Linked DNA regions of Mus musculus: regions 2 and 3 are each linked to region 1. A link is a contact called in public HiChIP or PLAC-seq data. All regions are on one chromosome and are shown on one strand. Each heading gives the region's core, a stretch centred on a gene start, on an enhancer-like site or on the middle of the called end of the contact. The rest is flanking DNA. Distances are from core to core; before and after follow the strand shown. Region 1 holds the start of Ap5s1 (adaptor-related protein 5 complex, sigma 1 subunit). Region 2 overlaps Atrn (attractin). Region 3 has its middle 47 kb from the start of Rnf24.

Evidence for each region. HiChIP or PLAC-seq counts read pairs in DNA pulled down with a chosen protein or histone mark.
Region 2: a contact with region 1 is called in an H3K4me3 HiChIP or PLAC-seq map of bone marrow-derived macrophages, with 5 times the contacts expected there. The contact joins the enhancer-like site here to the promoter of Ap5s1 in region 1. A contact is called at or near these places in 6 of 39 promoter capture datasets (the 3T3-L1 cell line, 3T3-L1-derived adipocytes, the C10 cell line and 3 more), 1 of 15 datasets of contacts at CTCF or cohesin (the NIH/3T3 cell line), 5 of 484 Hi-C or Micro-C datasets (the AML12 cell line, the HPC-7 cell line, erythroblasts and 1 more), 5 of 115 datasets of contacts at active chromatin or transcription factors (astrocytes, bone marrow-derived macrophages, extraembryonic endoderm stem cells and 2 more) and 1 of 9 other capture datasets (adipose tissue).
Region 3: an H3K27ac HiChIP or PLAC-seq map of extraembryonic endoderm stem cells shows a contact between it and region 1. The contact joins the enhancer-like site here to the promoter of Ap5s1 in region 1. A contact is called at or near these places in 2 of 484 Hi-C or Micro-C datasets (embryonic stem cells and nephron progenitors), 4 of 115 datasets of contacts at active chromatin or transcription factors (bone marrow-derived macrophages, extraembryonic endoderm stem cells, large pre-B cells and 1 more) and 1 of 9 other capture datasets (adipose tissue).

Annotation. Positions count from the first base shown.
Region 1 is chr2:131,207,585-131,212,239 of GRCm38.p6, forward strand. It overlaps Ap5s1 (adaptor-related protein 5 complex, sigma 1 subunit), which reads left to right and starts at 2,776. Exons shown (of 3, transcript NM_001291031.1): 1 at 2,776-3,097; 2 at 3,679-3,889. The coding sequence starts at 3,714.
Region 2 is chr2:130,962,612-130,967,266 of GRCm38.p6, forward strand. Atrn (attractin) reads left to right here. Exons shown (of 29, transcript NM_009730.3): 11 at 2,233-2,317. Among named protein-coding and RNA genes, the nearest start is that of Atrn, 58 kb to the left of the region's middle. Within about 2 kb of position 2,645, at least 6 of the 459 cell types and tissues checked have an H3K27ac peak or open chromatin away from gene starts, as enhancers often do. A contact at or near this core is called in bone marrow-derived macrophages, where this site is marked.
Region 3 is chr2:131,397,150-131,401,804 of GRCm38.p6, forward strand. No RefSeq gene overlaps it. Among named protein-coding and RNA genes, the nearest start is that of Rnf24, 47 kb to the left of the region's middle. Within about 2 kb of position 1,577, at least 3 of the 459 cell types and tissues checked have an H3K27ac peak or open chromatin away from gene starts, as enhancers often do. A contact at or near this core is called in extraembryonic endoderm stem cells, where this site is marked.

The DNA of each region.
Region 1 (4,655 bases), core at 1,526-4,025:
GGGTAGGAGGCTTCCCTCTTCCTCCTGACTTCCATGTCAGAGAGCGTCTTGTGTAGCTCAGGTTGATCTTCTTGCCTTCACCTCCAAGTGCTATAATTACAAGCATTCAGACTTGTAGAATGCTCTCCTCCAAGTATAAGAGCCTTCATCTTCAACAGAACAGCCGCAGCTCTTTTTAGGAGACCCTCAAAATCCTGCCTGCTGACTGTTAGCATTCCCACAGGGAGTGGAGGGGGCCCTGAGCCAGTGGCATCCTGACCCAATGTGTATTTTGTCAAAGACTCCAAGGCCAATTGACTCATAAGAAATTAGCAAAGCTGGGCTGGTGAGATGGCTCAGTGGGTAAGAGCACCCGACTGCTCTTCCGAAGGTCCAGAGTTCAAATCCCAGCAACCACATGGTGGCTCACAACCATCTGTAATGAGATCTGACTCCCTCTTCTGGAGTGTCTGAAGACAGCTACAGTGTACTTATAATAAATAAATAAATCTTTAAAAAAAAAAAAAAAGAAAGAAATTAGCAAAGCTATTGCCCATATGGGCCAGGCACAAGAGGAGTCAATGTATACATGTGTATTAACAACTGAACAGTGTGTGCAAATACTAGCAACTCTGGCTTCCTCCGCTGCATGTGTACAGCCTGAAACTGATCACTTACATAGACTGCCTACTGGACTAGCCAGCCCCTCCCCCTGCGCTCGGCTGATAAATAGGCTGGTGGAACTCATTCTTTCCCCAAGTCAGGCTCTAGTGGAATCTTCCATTGTTGTCATGCTGTACACAGAAACAGTAAATATTTGTTTGGGTCTCCCAGGGAAAGCATTCTTGTGACAGCGGCAGCGTGTCTGTTCTCTCAGATCATGTCCACCCTTCACCATCTTGTTCAGGTTCTCCCCTCCTCCCTTCCCTCCATGCACAGGCTGTGGGAAGCAGAGCTCAGGATCCAAAGACTTTCCATTTTGCACTGTGATGTGTGACTTAGTCATCTGCCAAATGAGAGACCACACCCAAGTTTCTTTCCCTATTATAAATCTGACCCATGTCTAACTCAAGCCTTGTGTTATTCTAGTGCCAGGGAGGGATTCTATTATATTCTTAGCCTATTTGTTTATTTATTTTTATTTTTTTATTCTTTGTTTGTTGAGGCAGGGTTTCTCTGTGTAGCTTTGGCCATTCTGGAACTCTCTCTTTAGACCAGGCTGGCTTCAAACTCACAGAGATCTGCCTACCTTTGCCTCTCAAGTGCTGGGATTAAAGGCTTTTGCCACCACCTTATCTATTTTTTAAGAAGGATCTATGTATCCTTAACTGGTGTCAAACTCACAAAGATCCATCTGCCTCTGCATTTCCAGTGCTAGGATTGAAGGTGTAGTGCCTGGCTCTCAGCTCCCTTTAAATTCAAAATTCAAGGCAGGCAGATGGATCTCTGAGGATCTCAAAAAGAGAAAGAAAGAGAGAGAGAGAGAGAGAGAGAGAGAGAGAGAGAGAGAGAGAGAGAGAGAGAGAGAGAGGAAGAAGGAAGAATTCAAAGTAAATTATTACTTCAGTGGGTTTGCTAGATGGCCAGGCACATTGCTAACATGAAGTAGACACTGTTAGGCTGGCTGCTTTTGACCATGTCTGAGGTGGCATGCACGCATGTTTCCAGGGACCCAACAGACTCTCTGAAGCAAAGGTCAAAAGAGGCCAATGGCCACAGGGCAAGTATCTCCCAGGGCACACCCACATCAGGTGAGCCCTCCAGTTCTGCCTGCCTCCAGCACTGACCAGGGAAGTCATCTGTTGTACCACCTCTGCCTGGGTCCCCCACTGTCCTCCAGGGTACTGGCTCAGTGCATTCTTCTCCCCACATCCCACACAAGATTAGTAGTTTCCAGTGGTTTTGGGACTTGATATGGACTGTCTGAACAGTGAAGAGAGGCCAGGATATCATGCTCTCAATGCCAAGTGGCCCCCCAGCTGCCACAGACCTCTCTGCCAGTTCTTTGCTACAATCTGCTGGCAGACATGAGGCCTGGCCCAGAGTGATAGGGACCGGGGACAAGGAACTTCTGCCAAGAATGGAGCAAACATAACTCCCTAGCTCTCTGATTGAGACACCACTCTGCCTGGACCCATCCTTTTGTATTGCATCTGAGATCGAAACACTCGCAGCATATGCAGTACCAGTCCCCTGAAACTGCCCTAGTTCTTATGGCCTAGAGGGTTCAGGATGCAGTCCTTAATGAGGGGCTTTCTTCAGAACCCCTGCCTGGGCCACTCAAATCTTTCTTTTTGTCCTCAGACACTAGTCAAGTGACTGTAGACCTGCCTTAGAAAGCCTAAGGAATTCCCATGCCTTTCAGAGTTAAAGGAATGTGTGTGTCCCAAACACCTCTTGGGCCATTGGTTCAAATGTAAACTCATGACTGCGTTTCAGCAGGCAGACTTCTGCTCCTGCAATTCGGTCATTACTACTGCACAGAGCTTGGCCTGAGGACAGCCGAGCGGAGGCTTCCTTGGACAGTTCCGCGCACGCCGCCGGGGTCCTCAGCGCCCCCTGGCGGTCGCCCTCGCAGTGGCCAGGCCGCAGCTGATCAAGGGCTTTCTAGCGCCTTCAAAGAAGCTTTCCGTAGCCATGAGCCCTCCAGGGCGCCCCCGCAGCCGAGGGGATCGGCTGGTCAGAAGCGTGTACGTCCTCGGGAAGTCGAGGACCACGCCGGGACCACAGGCCCATGGCTGAACTACAAACCCCAGAGTTCAGCGCGCCGCTGCTGCCCGCGCGAGGCAGTGACGCAACTGGGGCAGATAGTGGGAGGAGGACGTGGTGCCCTGGGGTAATGACGCGCTCAGCTGGCGGCAGAAGGGTGACCAGAGGTCAAAGTCTGCAAATCTAGGTTCCCTTCCTGAAGCGGGCTTGCTAAATTTCCTGTTGGGTAACTTTGAATTCTTGGTCTGTTTAGCTTTAGCTGTGGCTAAACACTGTTTCTCCTCAGCCTTGAGACCGGGGGCTGCCACTCTCGCTTTGCCCAGAGCGGCCAGGCTCTCTCTCTGTGTATCTGTGGCTGACTTGAATTCCTGATTCTCTTGCCTCCGCCTCCCGAGGGTTGGGATTTCAGGTACGTGCCACCACGTCTTTCTTTTTGAAATGATTTCGGTTATCTCGGTAGATCCCTTTGGGTAAGGTTTGCCCCGCTCACTCTGTCCCAGCCGATGTGAATCGGTTGCAGATGCGGCATTTTAGAGGTATTTTCTTGAGTGTTTCCTAAAACAAAGACATGTTCCTGCATTCAAAACCAAGTGTCACTGATGAAGACTCCCCTCTCACACTCCATACTAAAAGTTGTCTCAATGGAGCCCGGTATGGAGGCTGGGTTATTTTGTTCCGGGAGCAGACTTGGCATTCAGCTGTGGTCTCTGATTTTTTTTTTTTTAGTTCTCAGTTTTTCCTGCACTCGCATGACCCGTATGCATTTGGAGATTCCCTGACAGTTTTGCAGAAGTAGGTTTAGCGACATAGGAGATATGTCCAGCTATGGATGGCCCTTGTTCTGTGATGCAGAGCAGGCACTAGATTATTCAGAGGCTAGGCAGATCTAGATGGTGATCGCTGTCTAGCCACACAATCTCTGGACACACTCCCAGGCCACACCCCTCATTAGGGTGCCTCCTTAGCAGGGGATTCACTTTCACCATCTAGGTCTCTGGCTTTCCTGGAGCACCCACCCTGGAGCTATGGTCCACGCTTTCCTCATCCACACTCTGAGGGCCCCGAATTTGGAAGATACAGGCCTTTGCCGAGTGCTCTATTCCTGTGTCTTTGGTGCTGAGAAATCACCCGATGATCCACGGTCACATGGTGCAGAAAGGGACAGGCTCTTCCGCAAGGAACAGATTTTGGCAGTGGCCAGGTAATCACACAGCCCAGCTCCAAGCTTCATTGAACACAGAGGTAGTAATAAGGGACACTGGAATAGGACAGGCAAACAGGAAGACCAAAAATCTGAATGTTTCCCCCAGTTGTCCTCCATTGTTTATAAAGTATCACTATGAAGAGGAGCTAAAGAAAGAATGTTATTATCATGGTAGTTAGTATTTACTGCACTGGGAATATGTTCTGGGAATTGTATGTATGTGTGTGTGTGTGTATATATATATATATATATATATATATATATATATATATATAGTTTGTTTTTTTAAAATCTTTACGGTCTTCTGAGGTGGCCATGGTTACCATTTTCACTTTACAGAAGAGTAAACTAAAATACAGTGTTTAAGGCACTTAACCCACCCAAGGTTATGCAACTGAAGAGTAGCGTAATTGAGATTAGAGTATAGGCAGGTAGACACCTGTACAGATGAAATGTGCTTTACAATGGAGATTATAGGCATACATTAGGACACCTGGGTAAACAAGTGGCTTTAAAGCCAGTCTGTGAATGGCCCAATCTAGAAGATGGTTGAGGAAGCAGCAGAGGTGGCCTTGGCAGTCGCATGGAAGGCACCTGTGACTTGGAGAGGGATGGATGGTTGAGAGGTTGGATGGCCCCTGTCAGAGGACTTTGTTCTCACCCCTTACTCGCCTCTGTTGAGAAGGCTTCTGTGATAGATGAGGCAAGACCTTATTCCCTAGTCCTTTTCCCGACCTGACTCTGTGTCCTTGGGCAAATGACT
Region 2 (4,655 bases), core at 1,395-3,894, 250 kb before region 1:
TATGTTAAGCACACCATGTATATTCAGTGCCCATAGAAGCCAAAAGTAGGCATAGATTCCCCAGAGCTGGAATTACAGACTTTTGTGAGCCACCATGTGGGTGCTGGATACTGTGCCCAAATCCTTTGGAGGAATAGTGAGTCTTCTTAGCTGTTGAGCCATCTTGTCAGCCCTAGATGTTTGTTTTTAACAAACGTGTTTTTGCCAGCCATTGAGTTTTTAAATTGAGAATGGGGGGTACACTATAGTTAGTCCTTAGCTTCAAGCTTGTGGAAGCAGAAATGAGAAGACAATATAATCTTAACTCAGGAGGATTCTTGCTGGCTGAAACAAAGATGTGAAATTACCTCCGAGCACTCCTAAGCCACTGGGGTGAGCAGGGTGGTCTGGAGAGGCCTTGAAGAGAAGCTGTCTGAGCTTGTTCCTGGGGACACTGGGAGTCAAATAGACCTCCTGGGCAGGGGGATTTAGTGCAGACAAGAGGCAGGAAAGTACATGTCAAATATTTAGGACTTTTGAACCGCTACCTTTCTTTTGTCATGGTAACACAGAAGGTAGCAGGTGACTGTTAGACTAGAATGTTCAGATCTGATTCAGAGTGCCAGGGATCGTTGGTTGGTCTTGTGTAAAGTCTCACAAGTGATAGAATCATATGTGTGTCTTAGACTTTTTTTGTTGTAGGTATTTTAGATTTTTCTTGTTTTTCCTTTTTGTAAGTCTGGCCCTCACACTATGGTCCAGGCAGGCTTAAGACTTATGGTAACCATCCTACTCTGCCTTTATGGGCCACCATGACCAATTTAAGAAGCTCTCTTGGGTGGCATTGTGATAAGTGATCTGGAAGGGGCATATTGACAGTTAGCAGGCTGCTACTGCAGAAGTCCTAATTAGGTTTGTATCAAGGCCATGGAAGGAGCAGTGACTTCTAGTACCTGGCTGTTGTGTGTCTTGACAAAAATATAACTGCCCTTTCTTCCCAAGTGTCTACTATGGACCACCTTTGCCAAAACTAAAAGCAGATTCAGAGAAAAACATATCATGATTGCACATGGCTATAATCCCTGAACTTAGGAGGATGAGAAATATGGCAAGATTGAGACCAGTCTGAACTATCTAGTAAGACCGTGTCTTTAATAAAAATAGTAAAAATTATAAAATCAGGGAGTAGGATCTGGGAAGAAGAGAATGAAGTAAGTGTGGGGCATATCCAATTGGAGATGTCTTTAGGACAGAGCTGATTGCTGAGAGGTGGTTGTAGGAGAGGTGAGTTATTGTGGGGCATAAAAGATGAGCAAGAGTCAGAGACAGTTGGAGAACAGAGTCTGAACAAGAGTAGAGACTAAAGAGAGTGTCAGAGAAGCAGGGAGAAAATAGGTGAGATTGATGACCTGTGAGATATGTTAATGGCCAGAAGAGTGGCTAAAAATGACTGGAGAATCCTTCAGACTTGTCAACAAAGAAATCCTTTAGCCTAATTTAGGGTGCAGGCGGCTGAGGAAGGACATAGGTGAAATATGTGCTCTGTGTGTTCATTTTTATTAAAGCTTATCTGCAAAGGCCTCAGATTTGCTGTGTACTTGTAGCTGAGGCTCTTTTGAACTCCTGGTTCTCCTGGCTCCACCTTCCCAAGTGCTAGGATTACAGATGTGTGCCCTAGTTAAAATAGCTGTATACCTAGCATTAAAAATTTTAAGTTAGAAAATACTGTGGTGCTCCGGGGATGCATCTCAGCAGTAGAGTGCTTGCCTGCTATACACAAGGCCCTGGGACTGATCCCTAGCACCACAAATACTAAAGCAGACATTCTGGTAGGGAAAACTGGTAGACAGCAGAGTGGTGACCATCAGGAGGGGGGTTGTGGGTGATGAATGACTACATTAATTAGAAGTTCTGTGCAGTATATTTATTTCATGCCCTGAAACATTGCTGCTGCTGTTGCTGCTTTCCTTTACACATAATAACATAACTAAAAGACAGACAAGCATGTGGTATGAGGCTGTGGATGAGGCATTCTTTGTTTTCCTTTTTTTTTTTTTTTTGAGACAGGGTTTCTCTGACCTGGCTGTCTGAAACTCAGTAGGTAGAACAGGCTGGCCTTGAATGCACAGAGACCCTCCTGCTTCTGCCTTCTGAGTGCTGGGTTCAAAATTTATGTTTTTTTCTATAAAGACTGAGAGTTCACATGGACTATATATGACAACCTACTCTGAAATGTGTTTTTCTCCCCCTTAGCTTGTGACCGATGGTCAGTGCTTCCCAGACCTGAGCTCCATCATGATGTCAACAGATTTGGCCATTCAGCAGTCTTGTACAACAGGTAATTGGAAAGCAAAGGCTCTATTACTGTCTTACATCTTATATTCATTTTTAATATCAACTTCCTAACAGTTGTATCTGAATGGTAAGAGGTTTGGGGAGAAAAAAGGAGAGAAGGCAGTTCTAAGTGCACGATAAGGTAAGGGGAATAGGACTGGGAGGTTATGGGGTCAAAGAGCAAGTCTGAAGTCTGCACTATATCCAGGTGTGTGCTCAGGAATACTTTTCTGACCAGCAGAGCTCTTTTTCCATTTGCTCCAGGAACCTTAGTCCTGTAAAGGACATGCAAAGGACTAGGGTTGTGGGCCAGCAATAGAGTGTTTATCTAGCTTGCACAAGATCCTGAGTTCTGACCTCAGCATTTTGCCTTCTGCAAACACAGCATTTGCCATAAGGGACATGCAGAATGGCCATTTTACCTAGTCACTTGAAAGTGTGCTTTAAGATTGAGAAACTTAACAGCCTGCTGATGCTGACTTTTCTTATTTTGCTTCTGTTACTGCTTTCTGCTTCTTTCTTTAATACTCTAATGCTTACATTATATAGTCCTACAGGTATTCAAATTTTCTGTTGGAGTTTCCTAATACAAGTAATTTAACTTGCATTAGGAAAAGGATAAAAGTGCCATTCTGGAGTTGTGAAGAATGACCGTTTAGAAGCTAGATAGTGGGGAAAGATGATATCTTTAATCATGTGATTATTTAGTGTTTTACAAGTATATAGGGGATTGTGGCAAGACCATTGTATGATTAGAGACTAAAGTGGAAAGATTTTTTAAATATCTTGTTAACTTGAGTGTTATCTTAAATTACAATCTGATGCTTTCCTCAGAAAAAGCCCTAAATGCCTCTTGAGGTTTTCATCTGGCAAGTATCATGTCACCTGGCCTTGCTGGTGGAATCTGCCCCAGCTCATGTGTGTTCTTAGTGTTCTCCTAGCACAGAGTTAGGCACGTGTGGGCATTTGCATACTAATGTATAGTAATAGTAACAATTGAATGAATTGTCTATTAAAACATTCTTAAGTTTTACCCAAACACAGAGAGGTCGACAATTTGTCATAAAATGTAGTTTATCCATGAATCAAAATCAGGAATGACTGTCTGAACAGTGTTTTTATTTTTTATTTTATTTTATTTTGTGTAATTTCTGTGATGTGTTTGAATATCTCAGTTTTAGGCAGGATTGGAAATGTTAGAGGTTGGTAAGAGGTCATGGTTGCAGTTTGATCATGAGAGAAATCGATGGCTCTCCCTTCATTGCAGTGTTGTCAGTCAGCAGTGTGGGATCACCTATGTCTAACAGTTGTTCTAATTGAGAGAGGATTACAGGAGGGAAAGCAGTGAGATTGTGAGGTGCTAGATGAGGAGATGGCATTTACCTAGCAGCCTTCTCTCCCGCCCTCCCATCATGTGACCTGAGAGATTCACAATTTCTGAAGATATCAGCTGTGCTTAGTTTAAGCAATAGTTTTATTAACTAAATCCAACTTGATTCATGTTATTCCCAGGGAACCAGTGGTAGGATTAAAAATGAATCCTAGTGTTCTTTTTGGTTATTGGAATGTCAAGTTTTCAGACACTGTAACGAATACAGAGCCATACAATCACTATATTTATTTGGTCCTTTGTTGACTTAGAAAAATTGAAGCCCAGTTTAGGTGAGCTACCAAATTTCTCATTGTGGATTAGTATTAAACTTGCGTGGAGTTGTGGGATCTTGGAAGTGGGGGCTAAGCATCCGTGTTTGTCACAGCCCAGAAGGAACAGATGAGGTTCCTTTTGAGGAGTCTTATGTCTTTATGAACTTGGACTTAGAAATATTTGATGTGTTTAATTCTGCTGTAGTTTTTTAAACTCTAGCTAGTGAGCATCTTTTCACAGGAGCGCTTGAGTCTGACCTACAGCCATTGTCTGTCTCTGGTGTGCATATTACAAATGCACTGGGAGCGTTTCTTGACCCAAACATATAATTAGATTTTTCTTCTAAAAAGGTCTAGTTTGGGAAGGAATGAAAGGGATTAGAGAAATGTTGTGGGTTTGGTATTTATTTATTTATTTATTTATTTATTTAATGTATATGAATGATCTATCTTCATGTATACCTGCATGCCAAAAGAGGACATCAGACTCATGATGGTGATGAACCATCATGTGGTTGCTGGGAATTGAACTCAAGACCTCTGGAAAAACAGCTGGTGATCTTAACTGCTGAGGCATCTCTCCAGCCCAATTGTTCTGTTTTAGTTTGAGGATGAACATCTAATTTAGAGATGCCCTGCTTTTCCAAAAGTGAGTTTTAAACACTAATTTCCATTGTCAGTGGATTGGTCTTTTAAGA
Region 3 (4,655 bases), core at 327-2,826, 190 kb after region 1:
TGCTGCTTGCTGGCTTGCTCCTCATGACTTGCTCAGCCTGCTTTCTTATAGAACCCAGGACCACCTGCTCAGGAGTGGAAACACCCACGGAGGCCTGGATCCTCTTACATCAATCATTAACTGAGAAAATGTCCCACACACTTGCCTAAAGGCCAATATGATAGAGGCATTTTCTCATATGAGGCTTCTCTTTCCCGGGTGATGCTAGCTTGTGTCAAGCTGACAGTAAATGACCCGTACCATGTCCCACCATGGAGCCTGGCCTCTCCTCCCTACTGGCTAGGATGGCTCTCACTCTTTCTTCTTCCCTGGCTGTATTTTGACTCTTGACTTAGAGTTCAAAGTTAACTGTGTCAGGCAGGGGATGAAGTGCGCAGATAAGGCAGTGTCAGTCAGTTGGAGCTTTGAAAAGTCAACCCAGGATTGCGTCAATGTTAAGAACTGTAGAAACTAGATTAACAGCAGCCTGCGTGCCTACCAAAAGAAAAAGTGACTAACATATGGTCTGTTCATGTTCTAGGAATACTGTGAGTGGTGTAAAAGAAAGCTCCCAGACAAGATGATAAAGGAAAATGCATGTTGTAGAAGACACTTCTAGAGCAAGAGCTCATGTAAACAGAACAATCCCTAGTGTGGCTCTAAGTGCATAGAAAAGGTCTTTGCCTGAAAGGAAATAGAAACACAGGCAAAGGGATTGGAGCCCTAGTTGTAATATTCTAACAACAACAACAACAACAACAACAACAACGACTTCTTCTTCTTCTTCTCTTCTTCTTCTTCTTCTTCTTCTTCTTCTTCTTCTTCTTCTTCTTCTTCTTCTTCTTCTTCTTCTCCTTCTCCTTCTCCTTCTCCTTCTCCTTCTCCTTCTCCTTCTCCTTCTCCTTCTCCTTCTCCTTCTCCTCCTCCTCCTCTTCCTCCTCCTCCTCCTCCTTCTTTTTTTTTTTTTTTTTGGTTTGGTTTGGTTTTTTTGAGAGAGGGTTTCTCTGTATAGCCCTGGCTATCCTGGAACTCACTTTGTAGACCAAGCTGGCCTTGAACGCAGAGATCTGCTTGCCTCTGCCACCCAAGTGTTGTAATTAAAGGTGTGTGCAACCATGCCTGGCTACATAACTTGAATCCTTAAAAAATAAAATATGAGGGGCTGGAGAGATGGCTCTATGGCTAAGAGCACTGACTGCTCTTCCAGCTGTCCCAGGTCCCCCCAGCACCCATGGCATTGCACAACTCTCTGTAACTCCAGTTCCAGGGATCCGATGCCTGACGTCTGTGGGCATCAGGGAGGCACACACACCAGGTGCACATACACACATGTAAGTATAACACTCCTATACATACATGTAAGTATAACACTCCTATACATACATGTAAGTATAACACTCCTATATATAACATAAAATAAATAAATCTAAAATTTTCATCTGATTTTGTAAGATTTGTGGTAGCTCAAATGACCACTGTTGTAAAAAGTTAAGTAAATGTGTTCTTTTCCCAGAATTTGCCTCACTGCAAGGTGTGCTAAGAGATAGTTCTCTGATTGTTTAGGAAAGCCCACACAATGTCTCTGGTCCTTAAGTTTATCCACTAAGAGATAGTTCTCTGATTGTTTAGGAAAGCCCACACAATGTCTCTGGTCCTTAAGTCTGCCCCCTTAATGCGGTTAAAGGTTAACCAATGATAAACTGCCAGCCCTAAACTGTGACAGAAAACTTCTCTAAAAAATGTATAGCCAGGCATGGTGGCGCATGCCTTTAATCCCAGCACTTGGGAGGCAGAGGCAGGCGGATTTCTGAGTTCGAGCCAGCCTGGTCTACAGAGTGAGTTCCAGGACAGCCAGGGCTACACAGAGAAACCTTGGGAAAAAAATGTATAAAAGGTGTGTGCTTTAGCTACTCTGGGTCGCTTCTATCCCGATTTCAGGACAACCACAGCATGCTGGGTCAATAAACCTCTTGCTTTTTGCATCCATCTCCGTCTCTACATCTCTGTGAGTGGGACATCCCAGATGTAAGGCTTTTTGGGTCTTACAATTTATTTATGCATATTCTGTTTATGTTCTCAGAGCCATGCTGGGAGAGCCATCGATCAACTGACTGAGCAAATATTGGCTATGCATATGATTATGACTTAATCAGACTTCTCTGGCTTGGCCACTTACGAGAATGGTGTCATCATTTTCTCCATTTCAGTCATATGACTGCACGTGATCAGTGATGACTGTCAGGTCAAGTGATCATCACTCTGTATGGATTCTCACCTTTTCTGTTAGTATAATCGGAATATGGCCAAGCTGTGTGATCTCGAGCAAATGACTTAACCTCTCTGACATTTGGCTGTTATCTTGGCCTAGGTCTCCTGAAGAAGAGCTTGAGAATAAGATTTATGAAGAAGTAGTTTTTTTTTTGTTGTTTTTTTTTTTTGTTTTTTGTTTTTTTTTGCGAATGTGACACCAGGAAGCAGGAAAGAGGGACAAAGGACTGAATCTGAGAAGACAGCCCATATGAGATGGATCACCAAGTTGGCTAATGCTGCAGGTGTCCAGGGCTCCATGCCATCATGACCTTCCCCATGAAGCCTTCTGAAATAGTTCAGATTTTTTTTTTCTGAATAACAAGCATTTACCCACTGGTTCCTATTGATGAAAAGAGGCCCACAGACTCTGAGTTCCCCACACTTACGAGATACATATGCCCCTTGGTTATCCTGCCTATCTATATTTGGGAAATGTGTTTGCTAGGTTTTTAATCAACATAATCTAGAGTCACCAGAGAAGAAGGAACCACAGTTGAGAAAATACCTCATTGCCTGGGATCTCTGACCTCATAGTCTTAGTTTAATTGGTAAATCTGAAATTAGTTGGCACACCAGAAATGAAGGAAGGGGGAAAGGGTCACTCTGCCAAGGAGAAAGAAGTCATTGCTCTTGGCCATCAAATTCAAGGAAGACATCAGAGAACCATTTTGTAAACAAAGGTCTTACTGGGTGGTGATTAAAACATTTGCATCAATCTTACAAAGTGGGGGTGGTATAAAAAGATTTGAATTCCTTGTCCGAAACACAAGTTTCATAGTATATGATAGAAAATTTCATACTTTATGTTTCTTACAGTGCTTAAGAAACATAACTTACTTTATTTGCTTATTTATTTATTTATTTATTTATTTATTTATTTATTTGAGACAGTTTCACTGTGTAGCCTTGGCTGACTTGGAACTTGCTATGTGGATCAGGCTGGCTTCAACTCACAGAGGTCTACCCGCCTCTGCCGTCTGAGTGCTGAGAGGAAAGGCCTGTGCCACTCCAGGTCCTACTTTGTTTTTTTGATAGAGGATCTGGGACGCCAGACTCACTGATCAGGCTATGGCTGGCTTGCAAGACTCAGACATCTGTCTATCTCCAGCTCCCAGTACTGTGATCACAAGCATATGCCTCCACACCCAGCTATTTGCACAATTTTAGGCACGCAGGTCCTCATGCAGTAAGCACACAACCAATTGGTCTACCTCCCTAGCCTTACAGAATTTATTGGCTTAGAACCCTACTCATCTAATCTCACGGATGTATGGATGTATGGCTCTTCTGTGTGCTTCCTCTGTCTAGGTTGGTAATCCAATCTTAGTAGCTCTCTCACATCTCTATGGGCAGCTGGCTGGGGGCTGGTTCAGATGGTTGTCATCTGGCTGATCCTTGCCTGGGTCAGTGGGGTCCTTGAGTAACATGATTTTTCATCCCTTAGAAGGCTATTGAGGGCGTACTTTTGGAGTGACTGCACAGATTCCCCAGGGAAGTAAAAATTCACACAGATTTCTGTCAAGTTGTCAAGCCAAACAACCCTCAGGAAGAGTCTAGATCCAGGATGTTCCCTAATGGGAGATGATAATACAAAGTCATAATGCAAAGGGCATATGCTGGGAGGGGACACAGGAAGGGGAATAACTGGTCACTTTTGCAAAAGTGGTCACTATCACAAAGGTTCAAGGGAAGTCGGTGGAAGGGAGACTAAAGAGTCCAAGAGATTGGAGGACTGGTTGGGAGTTGCTTAGTAGTGACTAGAGAGGGATGGGGTTTGCCTCCATTCCAAGATTGGTAGGTGTTGGTGGGTGGCGGGATGCTTTAAGGGATAGGAGAAAACAGGTCTCTGGATTTGAAGCCTCTGGATCCCTGAAGGCCTGTAACAATTAACAGAGCTGGGGATGTCAGCAAGTGACTGCTGGACAAAAGATCTGTCTGATGGTCTCAGTGAGTTGGAAGCCACTACTGGGAAGATGTGAGGCTCTGATAACACAGCAGTTGGGCAGTTCAGGTGAGATGTTGGGCCCTGAGGCCTCTGATGCTCCAGGCTGGAAGCTCATTGTTTAGCTCTTTCTTAGGCTTGTTGATTGCTGCAGAACAGAAGGAATTCTAAGCTTGTACTGTGTGGAGGCATCTTGTAAATCTTACGGACCACACATTTCTTCATGAGTTTATAGTTTGGTTTTTAATTTAAGAGACATTAGCTACACAAAGGAGGAACCTAGGGACGAATGAAAAAGGAGAAGGGATCGGTTTTGGGGGGGAGAGCTGATGTCAGGGAGAGAAGAAGGATCCACAGGGCAGGATATGTCTTCTTCAACAGAGTCCCTGTAGCTTAGGGTGGAAGAGGGTCAATATGGCAGCAG